Regions from separate parts of the Gossypium hirsutum genome. Here region 1 is linked to region 2. Evidence: chromatin contacts called from public Hi-C data. All regions are on one chromosome and are shown on one strand. Each heading gives the region's core, a stretch centred on a gene start, on an enhancer-like site or on the middle of the called end of the contact. The rest is flanking DNA. Distances are from core to core; before and after follow the strand shown. Region 1 overlaps LOC107893012 (a long non-coding RNA gene). Region 2 holds the start of LOC107892463 (violaxanthin de-epoxidase, chloroplastic).

Region 1 (6,538 bases), core at 1,913-4,412, 180 kb after region 2:
TAAAAACCACGTGCAAATAAAACTTCATTAAAACGGCAAATAATCTAAAAGAGTAAAAGATGGAGATAACCCAAAAGCAAACAAACCCTAAACTTCAGAAACAAGATTCTCTAGTTAAAAACACGAAATTCCTTTAAAGCTCTCTCAAAATTCTCTTAATCTTCTCTTAATCTTAATGTGATGATGATATCAATCCTAGGGTGCAAAGACCCTTTTATAGGCTGAAATTCTTGTGAATATATGACTAAAATAACCCTAGAATAATTAAAATTTAATGGGAAAAAATAACTGAGTTTAACTAAGAAAAAAACCTAATTTATGTGGGAACACGTCACCACGTTGCAATGTCCCGAATCGCCTCGTCATGACGTCATCCGTTATCATGATGTTGGGAAACTTCTTGTCGTGACGTCGTCACCTATTGGAGGTATTGTGATTCTGACATCTTCATGTCATGATACGGGTAATGATAAGTGTCTGAAAATGTTTGAAAATGTGAGACACACTCCATAAGGTACAGTACGTTATTCATTGTGATGAAAAAGCACTTTCCACCGCAAAAGTAACGAAAATACTTAGGGCTAATTCTTCATTACCGCTGCGTTTGAAAAGTCTTTTTCAAAAATGCTTTTGAAAATTGAAAAGTGTTGTAGAAAAATACGGTGAACAAAAAATGTGGTTTGTTAATATGTGGTGTTCTTCATTGGTGTCATAAATTGTAGTGAGAAATTAAAATGTTTATTTTAAACATAATCTTGAAAAATAAAAATAAAAAAATTTAAATAACTTTTAAATAATTAAATTATTTGTTAAATTTTAAATTAAATATAAATTACTTGTGAAATTTTAAATTAAAATAATTTACTAATTAAATTTAATAATTTTATATACAATGAATGATCCAATTATTTTTTATTATTGCAAAACTAAATGTAAGTCCGAAATCTATCAATTAATTTTGGTGGTAATATTCTCTTACAATTTTAAATATTTTATACCTAAAGTAAATTTAAAAAGGAAAATATTACAATTAAGGGGGTGTTTTTGTAATTTGATTAACCAAAAGCCAAAAGTAAAATCCAAAACCTCTTTGAAAACACAGCTTGTTCTTCAATGTTTATGCTGTGCAAAAGTGCTTTTGCACTAACACATGGTTAGTTTTTGGAGTCAAAATTGAGGTGAAAAGGTATTTTTTTATCTAAACTCAAAAGTTAAAGATTTAGATGTTTTTAGTTTTTATATTTGGAAGTAAAAATTATTAAAAATATATTTATTTATAATAATTATTTAAAAGTATATAAAAATAGATTAATTTATAATTTACATATTATAATATTAAATTATTTAAATATTATTTATTATTATATTTAAATATTTAAAAAATTATATATAAATTTTACAAATAATTTATATTAATTACTTAATAGGTATTTAAATTTTATATTTAATGTATCATTATATTAAACTATTTAAATATCATATAACTTAATTATTTTTTTAGTTTCTACTATCATGTCTAAAAAATATATTTTAACTTTCAACCGTAATATTTTCTAGCAATGGAGAACAATAAAAACTAACAAACACACTTTTCAAAAATATTTTTTTCTAAAAGAATCTTTTAAAGCACTTTTCAACCACAATAATAATAGAGAACTAGCCTTTAGTATTTTTTTTTAATTTGATTCATAAACTTGAATTTCGATAAAGTATGATGACATGATATATTTTAGAATATCATATTATCACACCTTAATAAATCTAAGTTCTTGAATCGAATGAAAAATAATTACCAAATTCAAATATTATCGTGGAATAAAAATAAAAATCAACTTGAGAAAATTAGCAAATTCAAAACCTAAACGTTACTTTTTATCTTTTTAAGCCTTTTGCCTCAAATGATGGCAGTCAAATATTGCAATGAGTTGTTGCCTCATTTGATGCCAAAATCAGAACGGAGAGACCTTAAATGGAGTACGCATTTTATTATTTCTAATGAAAATTTTCATGTGTTTTAAAAATATTTGATTAAAATTTAAATTAGTTTTTATTTTTTATTATTAGAATATTATTTGAGTTTATATCCAAGAAAAATATGTTTAAAATACTTGAAATTGTTAAATATATGAATTAAATTAGAATTAAATATTATCAGTTGGCATGGATATTATTATCAATGCAAGAGGACGTGGGTTTGAGTGCGTTGAAATGCATTATCCTCCTTTTTTTGGGTTGGAGAGGGACTATGGACAGTTCTAAGCATTGTGTCAAAAAAAAAACAAATATAATCAAAACCTATTTTGAGATTATTCAAAAAAGAGAGAGAGAGTTAAATATATATTTAATAGAAAAACCTTAAAAAGTCAATAGTGCTCTCCTAAGTCTACCAAAGAAACAGCGACTACTGTGGTTGGGAAGAAGGCGAGTGGTGACTTCGGGGGTTTGGAAGATGAGAAGGAATTAGCACTTCTTGAAGAAGAATTGATCCAGCTATCGGTGAAAAGTTCTTTAGTAATTCCATCTGAAAATCAGATGCTGATATGTACAGTTTGGACAAAGAAATATTACAATCCAAACAGTTTGAGAGCACACTTGAGGAGCATATAGAAAACAAGAAAGAAATTTGAGATTCTTATTGTGGGGCAAAACTTGTTCTCAATATCTTTTGAAGACGATGAAGATCTAGAGCAGATTATGGAAAGGCATCCATGGTTTTTTCAAAAATAATTAACAATCTTTGATCGGATAACGAAAGTAATGGAGCGGAACAAAATTAGATTGGTTATCTCTCCATTTTGGATTAAAACTGGGCTGTGTCCTCCTGATATGATAAGAAGGAATTGATGCATGCGGTGGGATCCACGTTTGAGGGTGTAATTCGATTAGAGATAAAATGTGAGTTTTGCCGAATTAGGGTTAATTTAGACATTCAAAAACCTCTGGGAAGAGGTATTTTTATCTCTCCAAACAAACAAGGAAAAACTTGGCTTCCTTTGAAATACGAGAGTCTTCCAACGTTTTGTTTTGGATGTGGCCGGTTAGGACATGGTGTCAAAGAATACACGAAAATACCGCTTGAAGATCGAGATAAGACAGAAAATGAACTACCTTATTCAATAGCACTCAAAGCTAAATCATCCATAATAGGAAAAGAAAGCCTATGGCTCGGATCCTTGAAAAAGAAAACAATGAAACAGTGCCACTACACAGGCGTGGAAGGAAAGAATAGTGAAGAAATTTTCTATACGGACTCTACGAAACAGAAATACTAGACGGCGACGGAGAGATATTCGGAAAGAAATCCTAATGTTTTGGAAACGGAAGACGTGTGGCAAAATAATAGGAATAATTAAGATAATCTAATTCCTCAAAAAATGCCAATAATCGTGAAAGAGAAGTCTAACAAGAATCAAAGTGGCGCGGTAGAAAATCCGATAGAAAATCCTGAGCTAGAGAAATCTACCTAATTACTAGCAGATCAAGAAATAAACCATAATAGAAGCAGTTGGTGCCGCTTAGATAAAAAGGATAAATCTGATACAAGCATGGTTGAGAAGATTTTGGGGAAGCGCAAATTTAATCATGAAAAGCTAGCTGATATTAACTCACATCCCACTATTGAAAGCATGGTAAAAAGAGTAAAGGCCTACAATGGACCCGTGGGGGGTATGAAAATTTTGAATCAGAACAGGCTTCTCCAAAGGATATTTTAGAATTGACACAAACTATATTGGCGGCTGCCAATTGGTAAGCCGACCGAAACCAATGAAGATCCTATGTTGGAATGTCCGGGGACTGGGGAATTCCTGGGCTATTAAGAGGTTTCAACACATGTTGAAACTTTACAAACCCCAATTGGTCTTCTTAATGGAGACAAAACTGGATCACATTCATATAGAACGAGTTAGGAAAAAATGTGGTTTTCAGAATGGGATGGACATTTCAGTTTATATCTTGCACGGAATGGAAACTATTCAGTTCATGTTTGCAGCTACTCAGATTATCACATTGATGTAGATATTAGTGTAGATGATAATTCAAACAAAAGGAGGTTTACTGGGTTTTATGGAAGCCCTAGACAATCAAATAGGCAAGAATCTTGGAATCTTCTTCGAAGGCTACGAAGTACAGGTTCAGAGCTATGGTATGTGTGTAGAGATTTCAATGAAATTATGTATGCCCATGAAAAGAAAGGAGGGGAAACAAAGGACGAAAGACAAATGGAGGAATTTCAGAAGGTCTTGGCTGAGTGTGACTTGATTGATTTGGTTATACGGGATAGAAATTTACATGGGAAAAGGGAAATTTCGAGAACAAAAATATTAGAGAAAGACTCGACAGGGGAGTGGCAAATAATGAGTGGCTAAACTTGTTTATTGATTATCCGGTACAACATCACCCATATTCGTTCTCTGATCATTGCCCAATTTTAATCCAGATGAAGACAAATAGTTCACAAGTTAGAAGAAATCATTTTAAATTCGAGTCTTAGTGGATCCTTGATCCTATTTGCGCTGACGTCATTAAAAAATTATGGGATGAGAAGTCAGGAGATGCATTGGACAAACTGGAATACCTTCGGGTTGGTTCACAGAAATGGGGGAAAAATGTTAAGGGAGAACACGATAGGAAAACGAAGAATCTTCGAGATCGATTGGTTAAGCTTGATGGCATGAATAGGGATGATGATACGTTAGCAGAAATTATCGACGTAAAATTAGAACCAAACTGGGAGATGGAAAAGGAGGAATTATATTGGGAACAAAGGGCCAGAACCAATTGGTTGCGCGATGGTGATAGAAACACGGCTTTTTCTCACAACAAAATATCTCAAAGACATAGGATGAATAAAATCAGGGGATTGAAAGATAGCGATGGTGTTCTTAAAACAAAAGGTGCGAATATGGAAATTATTATTAAAAATTATTTTATGGGGCTCTTTAAATGCAAAGGGGTCGGTAACACAAACCACCTATTTACGGGTGTTAAAAGGTGTATTGATAAAGACATGAATTAATAATTAGTAGCAAATATAAGGAGAAAGACATTGTTGAAGTGCTAAACAGCATTGGGCCGACAAAAGTTTCTAGGCCTGATGGGTTTTCAGCAATTTTTTTCCAGAAATTCTGGCACATTGTAGGGAAGGAGATCAGAGATTTCTACTTGGAGGTCCTAAATAAAGCTAAGTCTTTGAAACCTTTGAATCACACGAAAATTGTGTTAATTCCAAAAACTGTTCATCCAAAAAACTACAGATTTTAGGCCAATTAGCCTTTATTCGGTGTTATACAAAATCATTTCAAAAACCATAGCCAACAAACTTCAAAAAGTACTTGATTTTTGTATCGACTCAGCTCAAAATATGTTCATTTCGGGAAGGCTAATAACTGACAATGTACTCCTAGCCTATGAATTTATACATATTTTGATAAATAAAAGGGTGGGGAAAAAAGGTCTAATGGCTCTCAAGATTGACATGAGTAAGGCATACGATAGGGTGGAATGGGAGTTTTTGAAACAAATGATGCTTAAGATGGATTTTGATATTTTATGGGTTGAGAGGATTATGCACTGTATTAACACCATATCGTATTCGGTTGTTTTAAATGGAGTTCTAGGGATGGTCTTTACCCTAGAGAGAGAGCTACGCCAAGGAGATCCTCTCGTGAAGGACTTTCTACATTACTTAGGCTCGCAACTGAGGAATGAAGACTAAAAGGGGTTAAAGCAAGCAGACGAGGACCTCAGATCTCTCACATTCTATTTGTAGATGACTGCATTCTGTTCGGAGAAGCGACTAAGATTGGAACAACGACGTTTGAACAAGTTCTAAAAAAGTATGAGGAGTGTTCTAGCCAATGCATTAATTATGGAAAATCGACTGTGTTTTTTAATTCAAATAAAAATGGAGACAGTCCGGGATAACATTTCAAATCAGTTGGGAGTTTAAAGGTCCAATAATTCTGAAAATTGTTTGGGTTTGCCAAATATGGTGGGCAGGAAAAAACGCATAGCTTTTCAACACTTAAAAGACGTATAAAGATGAAAATTGATAGCTGGAGTACTCGTTTATTATCACAAGGAGGAAAAAAGGTGTTCATTAAAGCTGTTTTACAAGCAATTCCAACATACACAATGACATGTTTCCTATTACCGCTATCAACATGTGTAGAGATGGAACAAATAATGGCTAATTTCTGGTGGCAAAAGGATCAAGGCAGACGTGGAATCCATTGGTGTCCATGGAATAAACTATACGAATTAAAAGAATGGGGTGGTCTTGGTTATCGCAATCTAGCATAATTTAATTTGGCCCTCCTTACAAAGCAAGGGTGGAGATTAATTGATAATCCTAAGTCCCTTTTAGCAAGAACTTTAAAAGAAAAATATCATCCAAATTCTGATTTCTTAAGTTCAGAATTAGGGAACTTACCATCATATACTTGGAAAAGTATATGGGTTGCAAAAGGACTTCTTCTTTCAGTTCTATGATAAAGGGTGGGCAATGGCTGTAATATCATAATTGAAGAAGATGTCT
Region 2 (6,417 bases), core at 897-3,396:
AAACAGGTCCCCGCATTTAATCTGCAAAAGTGCTGATAAAAAGCATAATATGCACACCCTCACGCATAAGCTGCCCCATCATTCAACATAAATTATTTGCAAGAAACATACAGAACTAACCTGGCATTCGGTTTCATCTGGCCTATCATTGCAGGTCTGGAGGCAAGCAACGTTTGCAGCACATGACGGGTTGGCAATGCACTTAGCAAGTTCTATCCTGACAAGAACAACATTGCACATCGAGTTAGATGATGGTAGAACCTTTATCTTTATATACTTAAGAATGCAATCTAAAGTAATCAGGGATGTAGGAGGTTCATTTAAGAAGCTGAAACAAAAAAAATACAAAAGATTGGATTCTGTTCCAGAGTTGTATAAGATATCTGATGATTGAAATTGATGGTTATACTCATTGGTGATGGTTTCAGGATTGATCTCTTTACGTATGAATGTTTCACACAATCTATAGATTACTAATAGATATATAGATTACAAAATGTGGTGAACTGTAGGCCTTCCATGAACCACTTATGCAGTAAAGGCAGCTTCTCAGTTACCCTTGCAAACAGCTTTTGACAGGGTAGAAATAAGTAAACAGGAACTACTATTAGTAGGATGTGGTGCGATAGTACAGCTTGTTGTCATGTTTTAATGAGCTAAAGTTAAAACTGTAAGACGAGTACTAAATTTAAAGACCATTTACACTTAATTTGATCGAATACCTGCACTCCTTCAACAAGCAAGTGCATGTTTTTAGAGCATCAACAGCAGCAGCTGATGGAATCACCAAGTATGCACATGCAAGTAGTCCAACCAATTTCACAGTCTGTGACTGGCTCCATTGTTCTAAGAGATTTGATATGGTGGGTATCTGAAATGAAAATACCTCTTCTGCCTTAAAGAAGACCCCAAAGAGAAAAAGGAAAAGAAGAAGATACGTAAATACAAAAATACGAACATTAACATACGAAGGAATGTGGTTAATTAGTAAGAAACTCAGCAGCATCTATACACCAATACTACCTTAGGTGTTCTTTCATTGCTACTACTTGATGAAAATTTTCTCTCTTTTCTTCTTGAAAACTGATGTGAACATCTTAACTTCGATGCAGAATAATTCATATTCGGCTTAATTAACTGAGAATACCTTGAGTTTCTGCAACTAGATTGAAGTTTCAGTAGCATCATGCCATGAAAATGAGCTACTAGTCTCCGGTGAAACCTCTCTTTACGAGTAAATCCGGATGTTCTACATGGAACTTTAACACTTTTACCATGGGAAAAACATATTAGACGAGCAGCTTCTGCCATATTCCAGTATCTCAACTTCACATACAACCTGATTATCTACAATAAATCAGTATAAATGTTGTTACTGGAGAAATTCGAAGGAATAGAGTCCAATTCTTTCAGTAGAAATGTCAGAATCTAACTTTCCATATATGCATATGATCTAAATATATAATTTTTGCATCATTCACTAAACCAAACTTTCAGCACATATAAAAAAGCAATCATCTACTAGCATTTGTAAAAGGAAATGAAAAAAAGGAGCAAAACAATCAAAAGAAGAGCATTTAGTTGCCTGGTTTACCATTTCTGGAACAAATTATCAACTAAGGAATAAAACCCATTTTCCTAACAAACAAATTCCATAGAAAAATTAAGCAAAAGATGCTCAATTTCGAGATAAAAATAAAAAGGAAGAGCAAAATTGTATTATAAAATTTATCATTTAATGAATCATATCCATTTCCCACCAAGAAATGCCAGAATGAAACTTAGCAACAAATTCCCAAACTTTACTAGTTTACAAACCAAGAACTTTTCTTCTTTTTTCCGTCAATTACCAGCTATAAATACAAGAAAAAGGTTATTTATTTTAAAGAGAAAGGGAGAAAAGAACAGACCTTAATTGAATGGAGCAGGAAAATAAAATGGTGGGTTCTTCTTCTTTTTAATGATTTTTAAATGTTAGGCATGGTTATAAAAGAGAGATTGCAGACAGACAGGCAATGGATTGTTAACACTTGGGGAGAAAAAAAAGGCGGCAAGAAGCCAACAACAACGTGTGACTAACAGCAAGTTGATCGATAAGTGAAATTAGGATAAGACAATGTGTGGAAACCAGACCTTTTACGTATCCCTGTATATTTGGGAATGTCGGGCCCTGTCTTTAACCAAGTAGTCGTACAATTTGAAGCTAGCTTCATTTTATCAAAATTTCACTTCAACGACAACAATAAAAAAAAGAATTTGTGATTTGACCCGAAAATATTGTAAATGATACATTTAGCCCACAGTTTAAATTTTTATGGGTACTAAAATTTATCCATTAAAAAAGTAGAAAAACTTGATTTACTTAATTTTCTCATCCATGCTGAAAAAACTAGACTAACCATATTTATTTATTTTCATGTTGAAATTCCAAAGTGAGTGTGATGTTATCTGAAATGTACAAGATGACAGTTCGATCCATACTCGACAAGTCTGAAAAAGATGTATCATTTTAAGAACATTTTTTTGTATACGTAATTAATGTAGCATCGAAAAGCTTTGGGAACCATACACGTAATTAGTGTTGAAACTACAAGACAGGATTTAGCTCCCCCAAACGATGAATTTTGCTGCATCTTTTAACACCAAATTAATCAAGCCGTAAAACCTTGAAAATTCATGATAACTCTTTCCTTGTTTCAAAGCTTTTATGGTTGTTGAATAATAAAAAATGACTTCTTGAAATGTTATATCAGTGATAACCACTAAGAAAAACACGGTCTATAAATGTATTTCTGGTTGGCGTTTTTTCCTGTGAAATTAACTTCCATTTCTCCATTATATAATCACATTTTGCAGACATTGATTTTTTCTGCTCATCCAATAATAACTGGAAAAGAGCATGGAAGTTACTCCGGGTTAAAACCTTACATTTCTTAAGTTACAAGTAAAAGAAATTACAGTAGTAGAACCCACATATGTTCTTGAATCAACCTTGCTTAGAATTATGTTTTGTCTAGCCTAAAAGACTTACTTAAGGTTCTTAACTTCTTATCGTGGTAATAGTACTAGTGCTCATCCTTGACCTGGTAAAGTATGTGACCATGAGGATGAAGAGGAACAAGCTCAAGAAACAACTTCATAAACATGTTAAATCAAAACATAATTATAATAGGTGCTCCAGTCTCTAAAGTTGCTCCAAGGGTGAGATTGAGAATGCTATAAGCTTTAGCAGAAAACAGAACAGTCTAGGCAAGGGAATTACCAGTGAAGTTTATCAAGGCATTCTTCCTAGTGGACAGCTTGTGGCCATCAAGCAGATAAACAGAAGCAACTCTCCTGATTCTTTCAAAAGCAAATTTGCAGGTCTTCCCTGGATTCAACATCTGAAGCTTGTTTCAATGTCTGGTTGCTGAATTGAAGACGATGAGCAATATCTGGTATTTGAATATTGTCCTAAGTAATTCTTGCCTGAAATCGTTTTTTGTTGTGCAGTTTTAGTTAGACTCATTGAAGTCATGCTTGCCTTAGGCTAGTGGAAAGTGATGTATCTATATCTCATATGGCAAGGATTGCGCATTCCTGACTCACAGTGAGGCTTGCCATGCTAGAGAAAAGGTTGTACGGTGCAACCTTTTAGGATGTTCGACTGCAGACATACATATAGCTCTCCTTTAATCTTATTCTCTCATCACCTTTAGAAAACTTCTTGGCTTTCATCATTGTTCTGGATAAGACAGTGTTCTTGACATGGGGAAAACGAGTTAAGATCCTAAGAGACTGCTTGCGTTGAGGTATCTCCACCATTATATGGATGGACGCATTATTCATAGAGATACTAAGGTACAATGGATCCTGGACCATTCACGAAACTATGTGAAATTTCTTACGTAAAAGCAATTGAAATTCTGTAGTTTTAGTTCCATTCTTGTTTAATCTTCTATGTTGCGGGTTACTAACATTCTTTTAACTGAGAATCCTGAGCTGAAACTCGCTGTTTTGGGATGGAATCAGAAGAGAGCCAAGTATTACACTTTCTTCTAATTCTAGTCACTCTGAGGTATAATACAACCTATACTTTTCGGCATTATGTATGGGGAGCAGAGAATGGAACAAAACTTCATCAGAAACACCCTCTTTTAGTATCGTTTTAAGTGATCTCAGCTTTCAGGATAAAGATGGATCTGGAAAGGAAAAAAATGGAAGTAGTTTGGTGGAAAAAAATATATACAAGAAGACTTTAAAAATATTTAACATATACCAATTGGATAGGTACTCGAATGATATTCCTAGACCTTAGTCCAAATAACATAGAAAAAGAAAAAAAAAAAACCAAGTAATCTGTCAAAAAAGTTATTAAATTTGGCTGGTTTGCCATCTTCAAAATAAATGAATCTAGCAAGTGCAGCCAGAGCCCAGAAGTTCATGATTCAAGATGCTGCAGAATGTACAAAATAAGTGAGAAAGCTGGGGTCTATGGCGTGGGAGTGTGTGTTCCGATTGTATACTAGTAAAGCCTAACACTAGCCATCCATGGGGGCATTGGGAAGCAATGAACTCCTTACATTTCCAGCCTATCAGTGCCACTATCATCGTTGTTCTCTGAGCTCATTTCTCCTTGATTTATGATATTCATGATAGTCTTTGTGGCTTGGCCAACAGCATGAGAAGTTTTTCTAGCAGCCCCGGAAACAACTGGTTGTAAAGAGATGACTGGCAAACTAGCCCTTTCTTGAATCATTGCTGGATAGAGATGCCACACAGGGTGAAGTTCTAATAAGTAAATCGGATAAAAGAAGAAATAGGTTTATAGCCTTGGAACTTACACATTGTCTGCTGGCGAGCAAGTGAACCAATCTGCCAAATCCCAGCTTTAGCGGCCTACACAGCTTTAGCTGATTTGTCGACACCATCGGCAATCTCTTGGCTAAAGTATCAAGTAGCAATTCAAAGCATTAAGCACAAAATCATGAAAGCTATTGAAACAATTGTAAATAGATGAGTTGTAAAAGTTAAGTCTCAGTTTCTAGATGGTATGATTTCGATATGCTATGAAACTCGGTACAAGAAAATATACAGTATCTTTTCCAGCAATACACAAAAATAACCCAGAGAAACAAAATTTCTTGGTTTTAGAACTGAAATATTGATCCCGGTAGTCTGTCTAAATGTCCCATGATATAACAAATTCTAGAGAAAAAAACCTTCTATGACAAAATCAAGTTTTTCCTGCAAGAGTGCATCAGTCTTCATTTCAAAACAAGTTCTTCTCTTCTATTTACATGACGGATATGACTAACTGCTTTTGATACTGGAGAAACAATCATATGCATGCAACAAAAAGATCAAAATAGGAGTTCAGTTGTCACCTTAAATCACTTAGTTCCAGTGTAAGATCACTGATCTCCATGCCTGAAAGCCTAATTGCAGCCATAGTACTGGGAAGCTCCTCTCGTGCTGTATCTGCTAGCTTGGAAAGAGAAACCGCAGCTCTTCCCATCGCCTGCAAAACAGGGGGAAAATAAATAAACATAAAAATATAAAATACAAATTAGATCTATCATTATATATATGAGAAAAACTTATTTTCAATAGTATCACCCACAAAAGCATTCCTTTCTTTGATTGAGGCTGATATAGATTTACTTATGATATAATGCTACAGAACAAGTTTAAAACAGCATATATTATGAATACATCACAATCTGGGTGAGCAAGCTTGAAAATATGCACTATTAACATTATTGTTCACTATACATTGCAGCCATTGCCAAATTTCATGACGTTCATAATACAAGATAACTAAAAATTATTGTAAATGAAATGATTAAAAGAATCCAGAATATCAAAACAATCTTTAAGTCGGTCAAAGTTTCAGATACAATTTGCGAAAACTTACAGAGAGAGTTGGAACAGCTGCAATGACCATACTTGTAAACGCCACAGATGTCTGCATGTATACATTTCATTGCAATTAATCAATCAGAAAACTTAAAACCTAAATATCAAACATATTTGTTTGTACCAAAGCTTGAAGACAATGTAATGAACATGTCAAAATGGAAAATTTCAGCACCAAACACTTAAATTTTTCCTAATATGCATCAAAAGAATCTATTTAAATTTTCAACCATTAGCAATAGGAAAATGCACCTAATGACAAGTACCTAACAACTACGGAAACCCACCAAAACTACACTAAGCAAGTTATCAACACCACTGTAAAGAAGATGCAATCATTTCAAACTTAAGGTAATATAAGATGATATTTCTTCAAATTCAACTTCTAACTAACTCATACTAAACCCATGGCCATAATCAATAGAAAATCCATACAGAAAACTACACTAACATATAGAGCAGAAAATCCATTCAATAAAAAGCTCTAAAAAGAACTATCCAAAGCACCCAATAAGCTCA

The links. Hi-C and Micro-C count contacts between places; a contact is called where the count stands out from the background.
Region 1: a contact with region 2 is called in a Hi-C map of hypocotyl, with 6 times the contacts expected there. The contact joins the enhancer-like site here to the promoter of LOC107892463 in region 2. A contact is called at or near these places in 9 of 34 Hi-C or Micro-C datasets (anther, callus, hypocotyl and 1 more).

Annotation. Positions count from the first base shown.
Region 1 is chrA11:101,519,424-101,525,961 of Gossypium_hirsutum_v2.1, forward strand. It overlaps LOC107893012 (a long non-coding RNA gene), which reads right to left. Exons shown (of 5, transcript XR_001682707.2): 4 at 6,434-6,538; 5 at 37-477. Among protein-coding and RNA genes, the nearest start is that of LOC107893012, 4.8 kb to the right of the region's middle. Within about 2 kb of position 3,163, at least 5 of the 9 cell types and tissues checked have an H3K27ac peak or open chromatin away from gene starts, as enhancers often do.
Region 2 is chrA11:101,341,167-101,347,583 of Gossypium_hirsutum_v2.1, forward strand. It overlaps LOC107892463 (violaxanthin de-epoxidase, chloroplastic), which reads right to left and starts at 2,147. Exons shown (of 6, transcript XM_041081937.1): 1 at 1,911-2,147; 2 at 1,024-1,347; 3 at 723-895; 4 at 121-217; 5 at 1-21. The coding sequence starts at 1,311. It also overlaps the pseudogene LOC107892471.